Linked DNA regions of Mus musculus: regions 1 and 2 are each linked to region 3. The links are chromatin contacts, called in public HiCAR-type and promoter capture Hi-C maps. All regions are on one chromosome and are shown on one strand. Each heading gives the region's core, a stretch centred on a gene start, on an enhancer-like site or on the middle of the called end of the contact. The rest is flanking DNA. Distances are from core to core; before and after follow the strand shown. Region 1 holds the start of Dbhos (dopamine beta hydroxylase, opposite strand). Region 2 holds the start of Vav2 (vav 2 oncogene). Region 3 holds the start of Mrps2 (mitochondrial ribosomal protein S2).

Region 1 (2,882 bases), core at 172-2,671, 1.3 Mb before region 3:
TCTCTGTGGGTCACTGGCCAGCCAGCCTAGCTACTTGGTGACTCCAAGCCAGTGAGAGACCCTGTCTCAAAAACAACAACCAAATGGTTCCTGGCACCTGAGAAAGAATATCTGAGATTGTTCTCTGGTTTCCACATACCCATGCATATGCATCGCCCCCCTCACATACCCATGCATATGCATCGTCCCCCCCACATACCCATGCATATGCATCGCCCCCCCCACATACACATGCAAACATACATATCCATATACCTACACTCTACTAAACCACACCTAAAATCCCTATCCTCTGTGACCTTACCTATCCCTGCTATTGGATACAGCCATTGGAACATGATGTCAATCCCATGACACCTTGGGAACCAGGAAGCACCTTGAGGGTGGTCACATGCCTCTCTGGTACTCTTCTGGCCTTGGCCACCCAGCTCCTGTGGAATCATGCCAGTACAGTTGCAGCAGGGATATCCTTGGGGGATAAGCTTCACCTCTTTAGACTGGCAGATTTGGGTTGGCAGTGGGTGAAAGACTGCTGTAGAGTTGGTGATCGCTGAGATGACTGTTGACCTCCACGTGCTGTGTGGCCTCAAAAAGAGGGAAAACAATTTGTTAGTGTTGTGTGTGGTATGTATATATGTGTGGGTGTAGGGGGATATGTGTGTGTAGTGTATGGTTTATGTATGTGTGTGATGTGTATGTGTGCTGTGTGTGTATTGTGTATGTGATGTGTGTGTGTTATGTGTGGTGTGTGTGGTATGTATGGTGTGTGGGGTATATGAGGTGTATGTGTGGCGTATGTGGATGTATGTGTGTGGTATGTTATATGTGGTGGTGGGGGGAGGCTGCCTCCCCCTTCACCTTCTCATTACTCAGCACACTCAGAAGAGATGGCCCCTGAAGGAGACATCAAGGGTGTGGGTCACTCACACTTGAAGGCTTATGCATGGTGACCCGCTCAGGTTCACATGGGATTGCTGGACACCCCCCACACATGGCCTTGCTTGTAGAGATTGTCTTCCTGGCCCTGGATCCTTCTGTGGGTTTCAGCACTCCTGGAGTGGGCTCCAATGATGTCCATCCTGCAGATTCTTTCATGGCCGCTTTTCCTGGTGCTTTCCTTCCTAAAGCACAGACATACGTCATGGATCCATCCTGCTTCATCCTGGGACTTGTCCTCGGGAGAACGCGCCTTTTCAACCTTCAATCACAGCCACTGGGCTTAGGCTGAGGGGACAGAAGACAACTCCCCAAGGAGACATGTTGCCTGTCACAAGGTTGATATTGATCTGTCCCAAGGAAGACCGTAGGAGCTCGGCTTCAGGCTGGGAGTCCTGTGGCCCTGCTGCGGAGCTGTCTGCCCTGCCTAGTCTGCATCAGCTGCCCAGGCCAGCTTCCATGCCCTCACTCCAGTAGCTACACTGCTGGTTGTCACCGCCCACAGTCAGGACGTAGCCACAGATGGCCTCACGTGGCAGAGCCCATGGGGGATTACAGCTCCCAAAGGCTTCCAGCATCAGAGAAATTCGGGAAGGCAAGGGGCTTATTAAAACACTGAAATTGGTTCTAAATGAGGTCAGCCGTCATCGATGAGGCTTGGAGCGAAGCCAGGCATTTAGCAGCACACCGAGTCTATTTCCTGACATGGTGACAGTGACGTCCTGGGTGCCACCCCCAGCCCACCCTGGGAAGGCAGCTGACATAGTCAAACCCTAGCAGAGTCACCAGGGTGGGGGTGCAGGCAAGAGCAGGAGAGAAGGAAGGACAACACCCCGCGCCCTGGACCTCCCAAACACTACAAGGAGGTGAAACACAGACAGGATAGCTGACCACTGTTCCCTGTCCAGGGTCAGATCAGTCCGCTACAAGATTAATAAGAGGAAGGGCAGACAATGATAACAACAATAAATAAATTAAAAAGGCAACACTGAAATGTAAGGGCTGGGGAGATGGCTCAGGCAGTTAAAATGCTTGCTCATGAGCACGAGGACCCGAATTCAAATTCCCAGCACCCAGGCCTGGGTGTGATGGCACAAACTTTTAAATCCAACAGACAGGAGGCAGAGGCAAGCAGACAGATCTCTGTGAGTTCAAGGCCAGCCTGCTCTACATAGTGAGGATCTGTGTCAAAAATTTTATTTATACATACACACACACACACACACACATACACACACACATATATATATATATACATACATACATACATATACACATACATACATGCATACAAGCATAGAAGCATACATACATACATGCATGCATACACGCATACACACATACATACAAGCATACATACATACATACATACATGCATACAATACATACATAGAAAGGCTAGCTATAGATGCCCATGGGCCCTGCTGGCTCTGCCTCAACATCTGGGGTTTTTTCCAGATTTTAGTTCTGGTCAGCCCATCCTCATGACTCCTGTGGGATTTTCCTGATCTTGGCTGTCAGGGTACACTCCTACCCCTTATGTTGCTAAGAAAACCCATTTTGGGGTCCCTGAATGCTGTCTTGTCTGTGCCCTACCCTGCCCTGCCCTACCACAGATGGCTGCGTGACCCTGGGAACCCATCTTCCCCTCTGTGTGGTTCTATCTCCTTGTGTGTCAGATGGGGACAACCACAGGCTGGTCTCTCAAAGCCAGCAAAGCAGGCAGGCCTGCTTCCCTCCCCTGGTAACTACGAAGACTGGGTAATTGTTACTTCTGAAGTTGGCTGAATCACTTCTGCCAGCGTTCCAGCCTTGTTCCTAGCTGCAGAACGGGAGTGCTTTTTGAATCTGTTAAAAATAAATGTGTGTGTGTGTGTGTGTGTGTGTGTGTGTGTGTGTGTGTGTGTCACTCTGCTGTTTACTAAGAACCATGCTTCTCCTCTGAG
Region 2 (3,042 bases), core at 247-2,746, 1.0 Mb before region 3:
GCTCTCTAGAGCGGGAAGAGGAGACCGGGATGTGACCTGCTCTGCACTGACCCCTGAGCCAGAAGCTCCGGCCAGAGAACCTGGGCCTCCCGCGGCCCACGCTCCAGTCAATGCGCCCCTCAGATCGCACACCCGAGTCCCTCCTGCAGTGCCGGGACCCTCACCTGGGACATCTGCGGCCGGAAGTTGATGTCCTTAAGGTCGATGGAACCGGGGGAGAGGTTGTGCAGCAGCTGGCACAGAAGGACGCCGTCGCGCAGCGCCTGCGCCAGGTCGAAGACCACCGCCGAGGGCCACACGACGCGGTGGTTGGGCGGCAGGACCTTGCAGTCGATGAGCCAGCGGCCGCATTGCCGCCACTGCTCCATGGCGCCCGCGGCGCCTGTGCGCTCGCCGCTGCGGCCGCTGGCCAGCTGGCTCAGGGTAGCGCTCCGGCCAAAGTGCGGTGACCGCGGGGCATCCCGCCCGCCCGCGCGGGGCTCGGCCGCCGGGGCGGGGCTTCGCGCAGGCGGCCCCGGGTCCCCGCTGCGCGGCCGCACGGCCCTCCTCTTCCTCCTCCTCCTCTTCGGGCTACTAGCCGGCCGCCGCTCCCGCCCACGTGCGGCCAACCGGCGCTCGCGGGGCAGCGTGCGGGGTCCCTCTTTCACACACACAAGTCCGCTCGTGCTCCGGCCGGGGCTCCACGCCTCCTGCAGTCGCAGCGCTTCTCGATCCGCCCCTCTGGGCGCCGCATTCTGAGCTCCGGGCGCCCCGCTTCGGCCACCGCTCCTGCCCCACCCGAGACAAAGGCGCAGCGGGTCGCTCGCTCCCTGCGTCCGGCGCCTGAGCTGCTCGCTCCACCGTCGCTTTGTTCGCCGGGCCCGCGGGCTCTACGCCACTCGCGGGGCACTGGGACTCCGAGGCTCCGCGGCTCCTAGGCGCTGGGGGTGCAGGGGGCGCGGCCACGGCCGGGCGGGGCCGGGGGCGGAGCTGGCACCTTCACCCGGCACCTCCCCGGAGACCCAAGCACCGCCTCCAACCCGTCCTCCCACTTCCTGCCCCTGGGCCGCCAGCGAAAGTTGAGGAAGGCGGGGCTCCTGAGCAGGCTCCCCGCCCACGACTTTCCCTAGGTGCACGTGGAGGCTGGAGGTCTTTCTTGCGGTGCGATGAGGCCGCCGCACGGCAGAAGAGACTAGAAGATGACCGCGGTAACGCTGGGTGCCCTTGCAGGGTCTTTCGGCAAAGATAGACCCCAGAACGCGAACCAGGCTGGCCTACACACCCTACGCCCCTATGGCCTCTTCCAGTCCTCTGTCCTTGCCAGGGTCCGCAAGACACTCCGCCTCCACAATAACGGAGAGAGGGGGAAAAAAATCCTTCACTTTCAGCCCCCTTGATTGTCTAGTGGGAGGTGCTGGAGAGATAGACCGTGTTGTGTCCTGAGGACATTGTGACAGTGGGAGGGACTTCAAAAGCATAAATAACTGATTTTTGTGATTAAAATTAATTTGCTCTGGACAGTATCAGGAGCTGTGGGTTCTTGGTAAAGAAGAAGGGAACCCCACAAAGCCAAGTCTTCTATGAGACTGGTGTCATGAAAGGGAGCTAGAAGAGAGGAAAGTGACCAGTTTCCAAGAGCCGAGCTTTTGTGGGCGGTGTTCTGTCAGCCCCTGCCTCTCTCAGTTTACCTGGGCCAGGGAAGGATGACAGATCTGTCCCCTGCACCCAGGGAAGTCCCTCCCAGAAAGGCCTCTCTCTGCAGGAAGTCCCATCACCTGCCCCACCTAAGGAGGAAGCATGAACCCTAATCCTAGAGATCCGGCAGAGAAGCCAGGTAGAGCCTTCAGCCCCTCTACTTCACCTCTGAATAGCTTCAGGGGAAGGACCTCCTGCGGACTGGGGGTTAAATCGTCCAAAGCACAGGGCTACAGGCAGACCCTCCAGCATCTCCCTAAGAGTCATTCAACACCCTGCACCAAAGGGAGGAAAAAGAAAGAAGGAAAGAAAGGAGATTGCAAAGCTGAAAGCAAAGCACCCTGCTAAATGCTGCTGCATTCATGCCTTGGCGTGTGTACCCAGGGAGCTCTCTCACAGAAAAGAGGCCTCTGTGCTCCCAGCACTCCAGCCTTCCTGCCTCATCAGAAGCTAAGACCAGGTCTAGGACAAACGAATTTTGCCATCCAATCAAGCGTTCGTCTGCTGCCCCCTGGTGGTCTTGAGGGCAATGGCATCAGCTGACAGCCTAGATGCTACAAAAGAGGGGTCTGTCTGTCTTTGAGGGGCTGTAGTGCAGAGCATATAGTGGAGTTAGCATGTCAGTCCTCCAAGTCAGAAGATCCAGGCCTCCTGGCACCAGCAGAACTCTCTGGTACCCAATTCCTTATCTGGCTAGTGGGGACATCACTCATCTCGGAAATAATAGAAAGGATGAATGAAGAAAAGCTGGGTGGGAAGTATTCCAGGTGTCTGTTGTGCATGTGTAGGTCAGAGTTCACGAGCTCAAAACAAACATGCGGAGGACTGGTAAAGGGGATCTTTCTCCTCACCCATTCTCTCAGCCCAGAACTGTTCACCAGGATTGCCCTCTGGAAGTGTCCAAGAGAAGTGTACCTCCCCACTTTGGTCATGAGCACCACTGAAAGCCACTTGTGCTGAATACCAGAGCTCTGCAGTGAACTGAGCAGACGAAACCCTGAGGTAGGAACTGTCAACCCCAGCCACATGTCTGGGATGTGGGAAGTGGGCCACCAACTAACCATGCACGAGGCTTCAGAGAAGAATGCCCCTGGAAAGGGGTAGCAGGTCTCCTGGGAGCTCTTACGGGATAGGGGCAAGCATGGCTATGGAGAGCCAGGCCTCGTCCAGAGGCAGTTCTACATCATAACGGAACTAAACATCTCTGTCTTCCCAGTCATGAGCTGGTCAGCTACAGCGTATTCTTTTATGGACTCTGATGTTAACTCCCCACTTCTAATTTGCCAGCAAGTTTCAGATTCTGAGCACTGCCAGCTCTGCCACCACCAAGGTCTATGTTCCTCCCCTTGGGTTCCTCAGCAGCCCGCT
Region 3 (2,700 bases), core at 110-2,609:
CAACTCAGCCTAAATCTAGATGTGAGGTGCTGCTAAATTTAGGGAATCCTAGGCCATATATTGGTGAAATATAAAAAATGATCTTGTGAACCATGCACATAGTTCAGCATTAATGACGTGCTAGCGCAATGCCAGGAGGCAGATCTCTGAGTTCGAGGCCAGCCTGATTTAAAAAGAGAGTACTAGACCAGTCAGGAGTATATAGTGAAACCCTGTCTTAACAACAATAATAAAAATAAATAGTAATTTTAAAACAAACAATAAAAAATTACTTAGGGCACAGTGTGGTGGTGTGCACCAATAATTCCAACACCCAGGGGACAGAGGCAGTCAGATCTCTATGAATGTCTGGCCAGTCAGGGAGATTGTTGTTGTTGTTGTTGCTGTCATCGTCGTCGTCATCATTGTCAATGTCATCGTTGTTGTCGTCATAGTTTAATGTAATTTGGGGATGGAGAGATGGCTCAGCAATTTAGGGCATTCATTGCTCTTGTAGGGAACCTGGATTCAACTCCCAGAGCCTACAAGGTGACTCATAAACACTTTTAACTCTAGTTCCTGGAGGTCAGACACCTGCTCTCCACAGGGACAAGGCACTCACAAGGTACACATACATACATGTAGGCAAAAAATAAGTAAAACTAAAACAAATGTTAAAAAATAAAAAAAATGCATGCTGGAGCGACGACTCAGCAGTTAAGAGCACTGACTGCTCTTCCACAGGTCCTGAGTTCAATTTCCAGCAACCACATGGTGGCTCACGACCATCTGTAATGGGATCTGATGCCCTCTTCTGGTGTGTCTGAAGATAGTCACAGTGTATTCATATACATAAAATAAATAGTTTTTTTTAATGCACTTATAAAACAAACAATAAACGGGGCGGTGGTAGGGCATGCCTTCAATCTCAGCTCTCCAGAGGCAGAGGCGGGTTGCTCTCTGAGTTCAAGCCAACCTGGTCTACATAGCGAATACCATGACAGTCAAGGCTCAAGGCTACGGAGAAACCGGGTCTCAGGAAAAACAAAACAAAACAAAACAAAAACAAAAACAAAAACAACAACAAAAAAAAACAGCAACCCTAAAAACAACCTCTAAAAACCAATTTGAACAAGAGGGTCGCCTCCTCCAGAGGATGCTGTAATTTTATCGAGAGGAACGAGCTGTGGGTGAGAGGTCGCTCATTCTAGCTCAGCCCCACGTCCCAGCTGAGTGCAGACCACTGGTCACAGTGCCAACTCGCCCATTTACAAGGATGCGGGCGCAGCGAGCGGTGCACAGCGGAGAGGGTCCTCCGGGCCAGCAAGCGGCGCTGCGACCCCGCGCGCTCAGAGGAGGAGGCGCTCTGCCGGGCAGGAAGAGTCTCTGCAGGATCTCTGTCCACGCGCCCGCCATGGCGCCCGCTCCGGCCGTGCTGACCCGGCTGCTGTGTGCAGGTGAGCGCGGTGAATCTCGGAGATGGGGGGAACCCGGGGATCCGAGAGGGGAGGACAGGGACGAGGGTTGGACGCGCCCCCACCGGCTCTTTCCCCGCAGGTGTGCGGCGCTGGCCAGGTTTCCTGCAGAAGGCGATCCCGGGCCCTGCGGAGCAGAATGGTAGGAAGGTCACGGGAGCCCCGGTCCCCGCAGTCAGCGAGCCCCAGGATGGCGACGGTAAAGATCAGCGGGTGGAGCTGGGCCGGGGCGCGGAATCGTGGAGAGGTTGTCATTGCAGGGTCCCCAAAGGAACCCAGTACCAATCTAAGTGTGGTGGGAGGGAGATAGAACCCCTGTGGCCTGGTAGCTCTCGAAACCCGTGAAGACTTACTTTTGTATCTGTCCATCTTGCTGGTCTTCTGGAGGGGCGTTTAAGGCACCCGAAGTCAACGAGGCCCCTGGTTCGTTTTCCTCTTACATCTGTGGAGATTAAGGGAAGAGGACTTGGCCAGGTTTTCCCCGCACACAGTCACTTTAGACCTTGACACTAGTCCCTCGGTGTTGCAAAAATGCCCCTGTGTCTTCCAGATCTTTCCTGGCGTTTCCTCACAGCTTTGAGTTTCCCACTCCCAGGAGACTGGTGAGTCTTTGGTTGGTTGGTGATGGGCCACAGTGTCTGCCCTTACTCTCTTTTTCAGATTTCCAGAGCAGGATCCTAGATACGCCATTACAGCATTCGGATTTCTTCAATGTCAAGGAGCTGTTTTCTGTGAAGAGCCTCTTCGAGGCCCGAGTACACCTGGGACATAAAGCTGGTTGCCGCCATAGGTAGTTGGCACAGGCCGTGTGGGCAGAGTGGTGGAGTTGGGTCAGGGTTGGAAGTGGGGGCAGGGTGGGGGTGTCTGCGGCAACACCAAGTGCAGTGCTAGTATTGATGCTGGTTCACAGACAGGGTGAAAACTGAGGGTCATGGCAGGCGGGGGAGCCCGGTGGAGAGGACCTGCTGTATAGAACAGAAGTGGCCCTAGAGAGTTAAACTGGGCAGAGCACCTTGGTTGGGTTCATGTTTATCTGCAGTTGGTTCTCAAATCTCCACAGGGAGAAGGTGGGACAGGTTGAGCCACAAACCTGATTGTCTGTGCGCAAGTCCACACCTGTGTCCCCAGCCCATCACTCCCTAGGCAGGAGTAGTGGGAGTTGGTAAATGTAAGAGCCTGGGTGGCTGGTAGGTAGGTGGCTGTGGAAGGGGCAGGGCAGCTCCACGCACACGGGTCCGTTTACCCT

What was found. Promoter capture Hi-C pulls out the DNA fragments that hold promoters and counts their contacts. HiCAR-type assays count read pairs that join an accessible place to other places.
Region 1: a contact with region 3 is called in a promoter capture Hi-C map of the HPC-7 cell line. The contact joins the promoter of Dbhos here to the promoter of Mrps2 in region 3. A contact is called at or near these places in 3 of 39 promoter capture datasets (the HPC-7 cell line, cranial neural crest and liver).
Region 2: a contact with region 3 is called in a HiCAR-type map of embryonic stem cells, with 5 times the contacts expected there. The contact joins the promoter of Vav2 here to the promoter of Mrps2 in region 3. A contact is called at or near these places in 1 of 39 promoter capture datasets (embryonic stem cells), 1 of 484 Hi-C or Micro-C datasets (embryonic stem cells) and 6 of 115 datasets of contacts at active chromatin or transcription factors (astrocytes, embryonic hindbrain, embryonic stem cells and 1 more).

The regions. Positions count from the first base shown.
Region 1 is chr2:27,161,282-27,164,163 of GRCm38.p6, forward strand. It overlaps Dbhos (dopamine beta hydroxylase, opposite strand), which reads right to left and starts at 1,422. Exons shown (of 7, transcript NR_040524.1): 1 at 928-1,422; 2 at 305-576; 3 at 1-97.
Region 2 is chr2:27,426,112-27,429,153 of GRCm38.p6, forward strand. It overlaps Vav2 (vav 2 oncogene), which reads right to left and starts at 1,497. Exons shown (of 28, transcript NM_009500.2): 1 at 165-1,497. The coding sequence starts at 368.
Region 3 is chr2:28,466,707-28,469,406 of GRCm38.p6, forward strand. Mrps2 (mitochondrial ribosomal protein S2) reads left to right here and starts at 1,360. Exons shown (of 4, transcript NM_080452.3): 1 at 1,360-1,436; 2 at 1,537-1,653; 3 at 2,115-2,244. The coding sequence starts at 1,394.